3 separate regions of the Gossypium hirsutum genome follow, and all the other regions are linked to region 2. The links are chromatin contacts, called in public Hi-C maps. All regions are on one chromosome and are shown on one strand. The core of a region is the stretch at or near the end of the contact, and the rest is flanking DNA. Distances in the headings are between cores, read along the strand shown. Region 1 has its middle 10 kb from the start of LOC107921149. Region 2 holds the start of LOC107917328 (transcription factor bHLH53). Region 3 holds the start of LOC107916989 (probable LRR receptor-like serine/threonine-protein kinase At1g56140).

What was found. Hi-C and Micro-C count contacts between places; a contact is called where the count stands out from the background.
Region 1: a contact with region 2 is called in a Hi-C map of leaf, with 2.4 times the contacts expected there. The contact joins the enhancer-like site here to the promoter of LOC107917328 in region 2. A contact is called at or near these places in 2 of 34 Hi-C or Micro-C datasets (both in leaf).
Region 3: a contact with region 2 is called in a Hi-C map of leaf, with 1.9 times the contacts expected there. The contact joins the promoter of LOC107916989 here to the promoter of LOC107917328 in region 2. A contact is called at or near these places in 3 of 34 Hi-C or Micro-C datasets (callus and leaf).

What each region holds. Positions count from the first base shown.
Region 1 is chrA01:16,395,226-16,397,925 of Gossypium_hirsutum_v2.1, forward strand. No RefSeq gene overlaps it. Among protein-coding and RNA genes, the nearest start is that of LOC107921149, 10 kb to the right of the region's middle. Within about 2 kb of position 1,271, at least 3 of the 9 cell types and tissues checked have an H3K27ac peak or open chromatin away from gene starts, as enhancers often do. A contact at or near this core is called in leaf, where this site is marked.
Region 2 is chrA01:16,925,498-16,928,197 of Gossypium_hirsutum_v2.1, forward strand. LOC107917328 (transcription factor bHLH53) reads right to left here and starts at 1,356. Exons shown (of 2, transcript XM_041111910.1): 1 at 1,194-1,356; 2 at 140-1,088. The coding sequence starts at 1,067. The coding sequence ends at 441. TRNAR-CCG (transfer RNA arginine (anticodon CCG)) reads left to right here and starts at 2,177; the gene lies at 2,177-2,249.
Region 3 is chrA01:16,313,370-16,316,069 of Gossypium_hirsutum_v2.1, forward strand. LOC107916989 (probable LRR receptor-like serine/threonine-protein kinase At1g56140) reads right to left here and starts at 1,448. Exons shown (of 24, transcript XM_041111890.1): 1 at 1,219-1,448; 2 at 363-555. The coding sequence starts at 1,348.

The DNA of each region.
Region 1 (2,700 bases), core at 21-2,520, 530 kb before region 2:
AAATATTTCGTTTCAATCTCTTTATTCTTAACTTAAATGGAGCAATAGTTAAATCCTTTACCAAATACCCGTTTGGCATAAATTAATTCAAAGGCAAAGTTGTCAATCTTATACTGTTTTTGTTCTTGTATGTGTGTTTCAATGTACAATTTTGGATATATTGGTGGTGAAGTTTTTTAACTCTACATGCGAGTTTAAGAGATAATTTTCAAATGTCTTTAATTGATATTTTACAAAATATAAACTAAATAAATAAGACATATAAATTATATATACATAAATTATCCTATTAGTATTTTCTAAAATATTTTGCATATATATTATACATAAATTATATATATTGTTATTAATATAAGATAGTACAATTACAAGCACAACACAAGGGTACAAATTGTAAGTACAAGCATAAATACATGTCCAATCAACTATAATGACATATAAGATCAACCTAATATAAAGCACAATGGGTGAAGAACTAAAAAAAAAAAAAAAGGAACCATCACTTGGCACACGCACAAGGTGGGGGTAAAGACTCACACATCACAAATGTACATGGTACGACTCAAACATGAGTCTTAAAAACTCAGAATCTCTGCCTTAACCATATACACAAATATATTTATATATAAATATAAATTTTAAAATTATTAATTAAGTTTACTAACTTAACCAAATGATTATATTTTATTTTTAAATAAAATAAAAATGATTAAGATAAAAAATAAAAAATATTAAAAACTTCTATCAAAGCCATAAAAACAAGAAAAATTAATTTAGTTATTAATTTACTTAATGTGAAATTAAGACCAAAATATTACCAACTACCCTAATGGTCTAAAGATCTCACCAATGTTGATTTTTCGATAAGCAGAAGAAGCAATATTCTAGAAAGGAAGAGGTTGAAACTGATGATGTTGGTATTTGTGGTTTTGGTGCATCTATAGTACTACACCTTGTAATATTGTTAAACATGGGTATTAATTAAGAAATAGAAACTAAGTGAATGCTTTGTTGACTTCAACGCTAGTTATAGGAAAAAATCTAGAAAGGCATGCCCCATTTCTCAACAGGTGGAAGGCCAGCCATCACATTAGCCCCACTTCCCCCTACTCGGTCAACATTTGCAAATTTGTGGGCCAATTTTAAATGAGAAATTGTTGCACAAATATTGACTCATTTTATAAATTATAAATTCTTCTGTCCGTAGCATGGGACATGTACGGTTGGACTCTTCCTAATCTCTTTTAATCAATTTAATGTCAAGCCTTGGACTAAACTTGTCCCTTCTTTTTGTTCTTTATTTTATATTTTTTAAAATTTTATGTGGTTGCTTGGACCATAAGGTTGAATATATTATTTTTTTCTGATGGCGTGATTATTATTGTTGACTACGTTTTTCTTTTAAACCCAACGATATAAATGCATACCCAAAGCATCCTATGATATATTTAGCCTTTTGCTTCATCTCCCTCTGAGCTAAGATTTTTATTCTCATTTTATTTGTATAATGATTATTTAATTAATTTTAAAGGTTTAATATGTTAAAGAATTTATTAATATACTCTTAAATTAATAATAATTTTATTCCCTTAATTATTATTTTCATCAAACCACAAAATTTCATAAATCTTTTAAAAAAGAATGAAAGGAAAACACATTAAATTCATGGGAAAAAATATAAAACTGTATGATGTAAGCAAGCGTATATGATAAACGCCGGATAAGTGTATTCACTTCCAATTTAATATTTTCATCTAAATTAAGAAATATGATTATATTAAAAATCAATCATTATAATTATTAAATTAAATTGAAATTAAGAAAATATGAGGAAATTAGTGAATAAAATTTCAGTCAGAAAGTTTATGATATAAATAAAAAAGTAAGGACCATACGGCATCGTGGAAAACCATGCGTTGCTGACCCACTTTGTTTTGCTTTCTGTCTGTTACGCGGATGCGGATCCCACCTCTACAAAGTCTTTTTCTTTTAAAACAATATTTATTCTATATGACAAAAATAAATTTGACCCAAAAAGTTGGTAAACAAATTAGAATAATTACTGTTCACTGAATTGATGTATACTATTAGTTGAGTTTAATATGTTACTTAACGATACTAACTCTTTTTTAAAATATAAATTTAAATATATATATATAAAACATTTTTTTTATTTGCAAATGAATCGTAAATAATAAAAAAGCAAAAAAGAGATACATTACCTTTTTTTTTTTAATATCATCACCTACTAATTAGGTTGTCTTGTAATTTCAACAATAAGATTGAATTTGGGGTTAATTTTAAAGATAATTATTTGAATACGTTAAATAAATAAAATTATTTTAATTTTTTAAGATTCATCATTTGTAAACTCTATCCAAAATTACTATAATTCATTGTATCTTTAATGGATGTGAAAAAGAAAAACCAAATTCAAAAGAAAGAAAGAAAAAAAAAACACTGAAGTTGGTGGAATGAAATAGGAATAATCTTTTAAGCTAATGTGCCTAGGTTTTTGCTTGCAAGAAAGAAACTAATTCATGTGCTTTCTTGCATGATGCATAAGCTTCCAAGTGCCTAAACCAAGCTTCTCTCTTTCAATTAAAAGGTATTTTTATACATGATATTTTTTGCATCTTTGAAGCAGTTGGAAAAGACAAAGAATCAGGATCTTGAGTACCTAGTTTCATACTTTGACCA
Region 2 (2,700 bases), core at 106-2,605:
CTGGTTGAGGAAAAGGTAATTTTCAGAACTGAAGAAGAGAGATTGCTGAATAGAATAATGGCATTTTGAAAATGAAATGAATTACAAAATGCAATACAAACACACCCATCAAAGCATGAATATTTGATACAATATACATGTTAAAACAAAATAAACAAAACTCAACTACAGACACTACAGATAAAAAAATAAAAGAGTTATTTCAGTCATTGGAAGGTAAAGATCATAAAAGGCGAGTGAGTTCATGAGAGAGTGGAGGTTTAAAAAGGGTTGTCAAAGAGATAACCACATCCTTCCGTACCAAGCACTTATCTTCCATGTAAAGCTTCTCCTGTACCTTGGGACTTGTTACCATTTCCATTTTCCCATCCCAACTCCTCTTCTCATTTTCCTGCATTTGTTTTCAACTTTAAATTTAACTCCTCTGCTTACCAACATTTTCATTTACTTATCAAAAGAAGAAGAATTACCGGAAAGGAGTCCATAACTTGAAGGATCCCAGCTTGGGCTTGCAAATACTTGATATATTTGAATGCAGATTGAAGCATTTCAGCAGTGTTCATCTTACTCCCCCCAGGCACAAGCTTCCCTAGCTCTCGAGTCTTTTTAGTAATCTTCCTTCTCCTCTCTCTTGCTGCAATGCTTTGCACTGACACACACTTTTCCTCGCTAATCTTGTTGCAGTTTCCCACTGTTTTCATTCCTTCCAAGTTAATCTGATGATCTTCAAGCACTGGACATGGACTTACAGCAACCCCATCAAAGACACCAGGCATCAAGTCTGAGTAGTAATGATCTTCAATGAGTTTGTGACGTTTGGGCCATGGGTAGGAGCTCAAAGTTTCATATGGGGTGACTTCAGGTGGAATGGAATATAATGTAAGTAATGAAGTGTAGTGATGAGGGTCAAGGTAAGAAGCAGGAAAAGTATAAGGCAGCTCAAATGCATTCCAGTAGCATTCAAGACCATCTGCAGCGGCAAGCTGAGTCTCACTCTCAGCTTCAACTGTTTTTCTTTCATACATTGGCACATCAGTTTGCCAGTCGAAATATGAACTCAAAACCATGGTACGTAGCTGTTGAAAATGCTGCAAAAAAAGAAAAAGAAAAGAAAGAAATTTATATTACAGGAGACCCAAAGTAGCAACAGATTACAGAAAATAAAAAAAGGGTAAAAGAGAAGCTTAACATACCTGAAATAGAAGAAGAAAACTGTCAAAAATCAGTTTTGGTGCTTATTGACTACCTGTTGAGTTTGAGACAGGAAAGATTTTTAGAAGACCAACCTTTATACAAAAAAGAAACTAAAAAAAGGAAAAACTGAATCCGAGAAGAGAGTGGTGGGTTGCGATAAAATAGGGAAGACTTGATAAGAAACGGTTAGAGGTAGTTACATGCGGCAACTCAATTCCCGCTATCACCTCTATTGCAGGTGTCCAATATATTGCTGTATGCCTTACAACTGATATCTGTTTGGATCTTAGGACGTATATTACAACTGATGCCTTACCGTCTGATCAACTGCCAATGTTGGATGGCAGTCGAGGATCGATCCTTTTTCGCTAACTTATGCCACACTTTTGGTGAAAACATTTTCCTGTAAAAATTATATAAAAAGCTAATAAAATTTTAGCTAAAATTAAAACTTCAATATTTTAATATTTTAGATTCAAGTATATAGTTTCTTTTTCTAAACTTATTTAGGTTGTGTTTTTTAAAATTTTAAATTTAAAGGTAACATAAAAATATGAAAATAAAAATAAAAATATCAATTATCATTTAAAATAAGAGGTATATTAATTTTTTGTGCTACCAATTAACACAAAATGGGTCAAGAATTTTATAAGCAGTATAGATATTACTAAATTTGAAGGTAAAATTGATGCCTACATCTAAATAAATATTTACTTCTAAATTCAAAAGCCGAAAAAAAAACATAAAATAAAATATGAGTAAAGACTATAAACAGATATTTGGGGACAAAAAAGATGAAAGAGTCGAATGGATAGTGAGGAATAGGAGGATACGTTAGGTAGCTGCCCAACATATGTTTAAAGATTTAGTTAATTAATTATTATGCAGCTATATCAGGATACGAATTGCCAATCAATCAGAAGAGTTCATAAAGGAATAACACAATGTTTAAATATATTTTATTTAACTGACAAAACTAAAGGATCGCGTGGCCTAATGGATAAGGCGCTCGCCTCCGGAGCGGGAGATTGTGGGTTCGAGTCCCATCGCGGTCGTTTTTGCATTTATTTTACAAATTTGAAATTTAGCTATTCTATTTTCAATTCTTGAAATTTAGTCCCTCAGTTCTTTTTTTTTGTGAATATACCTCTTAAAAAAAAACTCAAGAAAAATATATCTTAAATCTCAACTCTCCTTTCAAACCAGTAAAGAACCCCAAAAACCATTTGTCTAACTAAATATGTGAATTTAAACTATTTTTTTGTATGAGATTAATGTTAAGGGTATATAATTTTTGTTTGAAGTTGATAAGGGTATGTAATTGATAAAAGGAGTCAGATAAAATTTCATCACTAATTTTTGAATTGGTAACTTGATATTTTCTTTATTCAATTAAAAAAAAAATCTATGATTATTGTAATTTCTAGAAGTAATCACAAATTGTCACACAATTGAAGTCTTTTTTCTTTCTATTTTTTAAAATATTTATTGATTGACTTGCAAGTA
Region 3 (2,700 bases), core at 198-2,697, 610 kb before region 2:
TCAACATTAAAAGATGATAACTTATGATAAATTTGAAGCAGAAAAAAGAAGAGCGAGAGATAGAAAAATAAAGATAAAAAAAAGTTAATAGATAATATTTTCATATATTAAAAAAGTTTTCAAGTCCATAGTAGTTAAAATTTAGGTTAATGAAATATATACGATTAAAGAAAAAACTGAAAAGTTTTTGCTACGAAAAGTAGAACTAAAGCAATATGCAAGTGGATGGGAACAATTATAGCTTCAATACAAGCAGTTTCAAGATCATTCAGACATAATGTCAAAACAGAAGCTATACAACCATCAAATACCGTACATGAAAAATAACAGGTTTTCATGGGATTGAGATACCGGATACGTACAGGCGGGTGATATGACAAGTAGAACCATTGCTGAAAGAACAGTCGCACTTGATGAAAGGGTTGTAAGCAACGTTGTCGATGTCGGTGGAGTCAGAGTCGAGGGCCGCTCCACTGCATGGATCACCCGTTGTGTTCCATTGGTCCTGTCGTGCTGTTATTCCCCAGTCTTCAAATATTGAGTTCAATGCTCTCACTGAACTCCCATTCAAGGGTGTCAACTTTCTACATGTCTTCTAAATAAAATTTAACTAAAAAATATTGACAGTTAAAACAAATAACCGCTTCTTAATTCTTAATGAAGTTTTTAACCAAATTGTTCTCGTTTTATTATAGGTATCCAATAAAAACATGATATGAGTTACATTTTTATTAATTAGTTCGTACACAGTTTAATAATCATTTTATTATTTAAAATATATAATTTTTTATATCATTTATTTATATATTTTCACAAGTAAATTTAAATAAAATAATATTAATAATATTATTATTAATATGAATCAAACTACTTTCAATTATAAGACGATATCTAAAGCAAGCCTCCCTATCAAACTAAATGTATAACCCATCTCACAAAAAAATTACTAATAATTTTATAAAATTTTTAACACATAAAAAAATCATTCAGATTCAAAAATAAGCTTTTCATTCATCATATCATCATCGATGAAAATAATATTATAGTCATATTCGAACAACCTGAATATTATGTATCTAATCTCTTAAACGCCATGCAAAGAAGTATGTATCCAACTAAAGAAAGAGAGCTTAGTTGTAACTTATTTCGATTTAGCGCACATGTTATTTCCAAACGTTTGAAAGAGGTAATATAACGAAAATATTAAGAACCACCAACCTTCAGCAGGATCAGTAGTTGGCTGAGATTGATTTTGAGCTTCAGCTGCAAAAGGCAAAACTAAAACACAAAGAGCACATAAACTCAAACCCAGAACTTGTTCTGATCTAAATAATTTCCACATCTTCATCAATCACTGCTTCCAATGTTAATTAATTGTTGTTTCATGTATATGTATGTATCTCTCTCTATATATATATTTCTCTGTTTGATTGTTGAATGAAAAAAAGTTGTAGGAGAGTAGTTAAAAATGTTGCCTTTTATGAATAATTGCAAATTAAGCAACCTTTTTGGATCATAAAATTTGACCAAACCAATATTCATTTATTTTAATATTAGAGTAAGAAATGTCGGAAGGGATTCCATTACTTCCCTTTCCTCTCATACATGATGGTTGGTTTTCATTTGTACAAAATTTTAAATAATTTTAGTTGAATTTTAACATATATTCATTACAATATTGTTAAGGAAATGCTAACCCTATGAAAAAGTCTGACTGTGGATTATCAAAATATTTTAGACGTTGTTATTGATTATTTAATTGTTGAATATTCAACTATAGTATTTCAACGGAGCGCATTGGTGGCGCGCCAGCCATTACATTTGAGTTTCACGTACAAATACGACAATGACACCCGCCCGTCCATGCGTCATGGATGGTGCTATTATATATCCTAAAGTTCTAATAAAAAATTTACTTTTCATACCATGCATGACCTTTTCAGTTTATAAATGTTTTTAAATTATTTGCACCCTGTGCTTTAATTGTCACACATAATTTTAACTGCAAAGTCAACTACCAGTAGTTAAAAGTTCTTATCTGAAATATCTTAAAACTAAAGTTACTAAAATCGAATTAGATTATCAGTTGAATTGATTAGATTGAGAATCGATCGGTAGATCAATTCGGAGTAAGGGTGAGAATTGATTGAGCCATGAATCGCAATTGAATAGGAACCCTAAACCAAATAAACCAGTAAAAATTGGTTGAATCAACATTTCTATTTTCGAGTCAAATTGCTTAGGCAAAAAAAAAAAAACTCTGGAGCCTAATATCTTGACTTGTATGGAACAATAGTTAAAGTTTTTACTAAGCATTCGTTTTTAACACATCCCCCAATATTATTATAAAAACTTATCGTTTAACAACATTTAATGCCACATCAAAGATCTCAATCGATGTTAAATTATCACAAGTGTGATGAATGAAATAGAGTAAGACGTAAATAAAATTACCTTTTCGAGACATGTTATTTTAATCATATAAATTAATGTTAAAATAATTTATTATATACGAGAGAGAGAGAGAGTTAATCCAGGTCAAAATGTTCTTTCAATTTTATAAATCTTCATGCGTTGCTGCTTGTTTTTATGTTTTTAGGAGAAATTTGAGAGTGAAATGTTGTTTTAAATCATTATGTTTGACTCGATTAAGTTTTTATTGGATTCAACATACATTTTGTTTCATATTTTGTTGGGAAA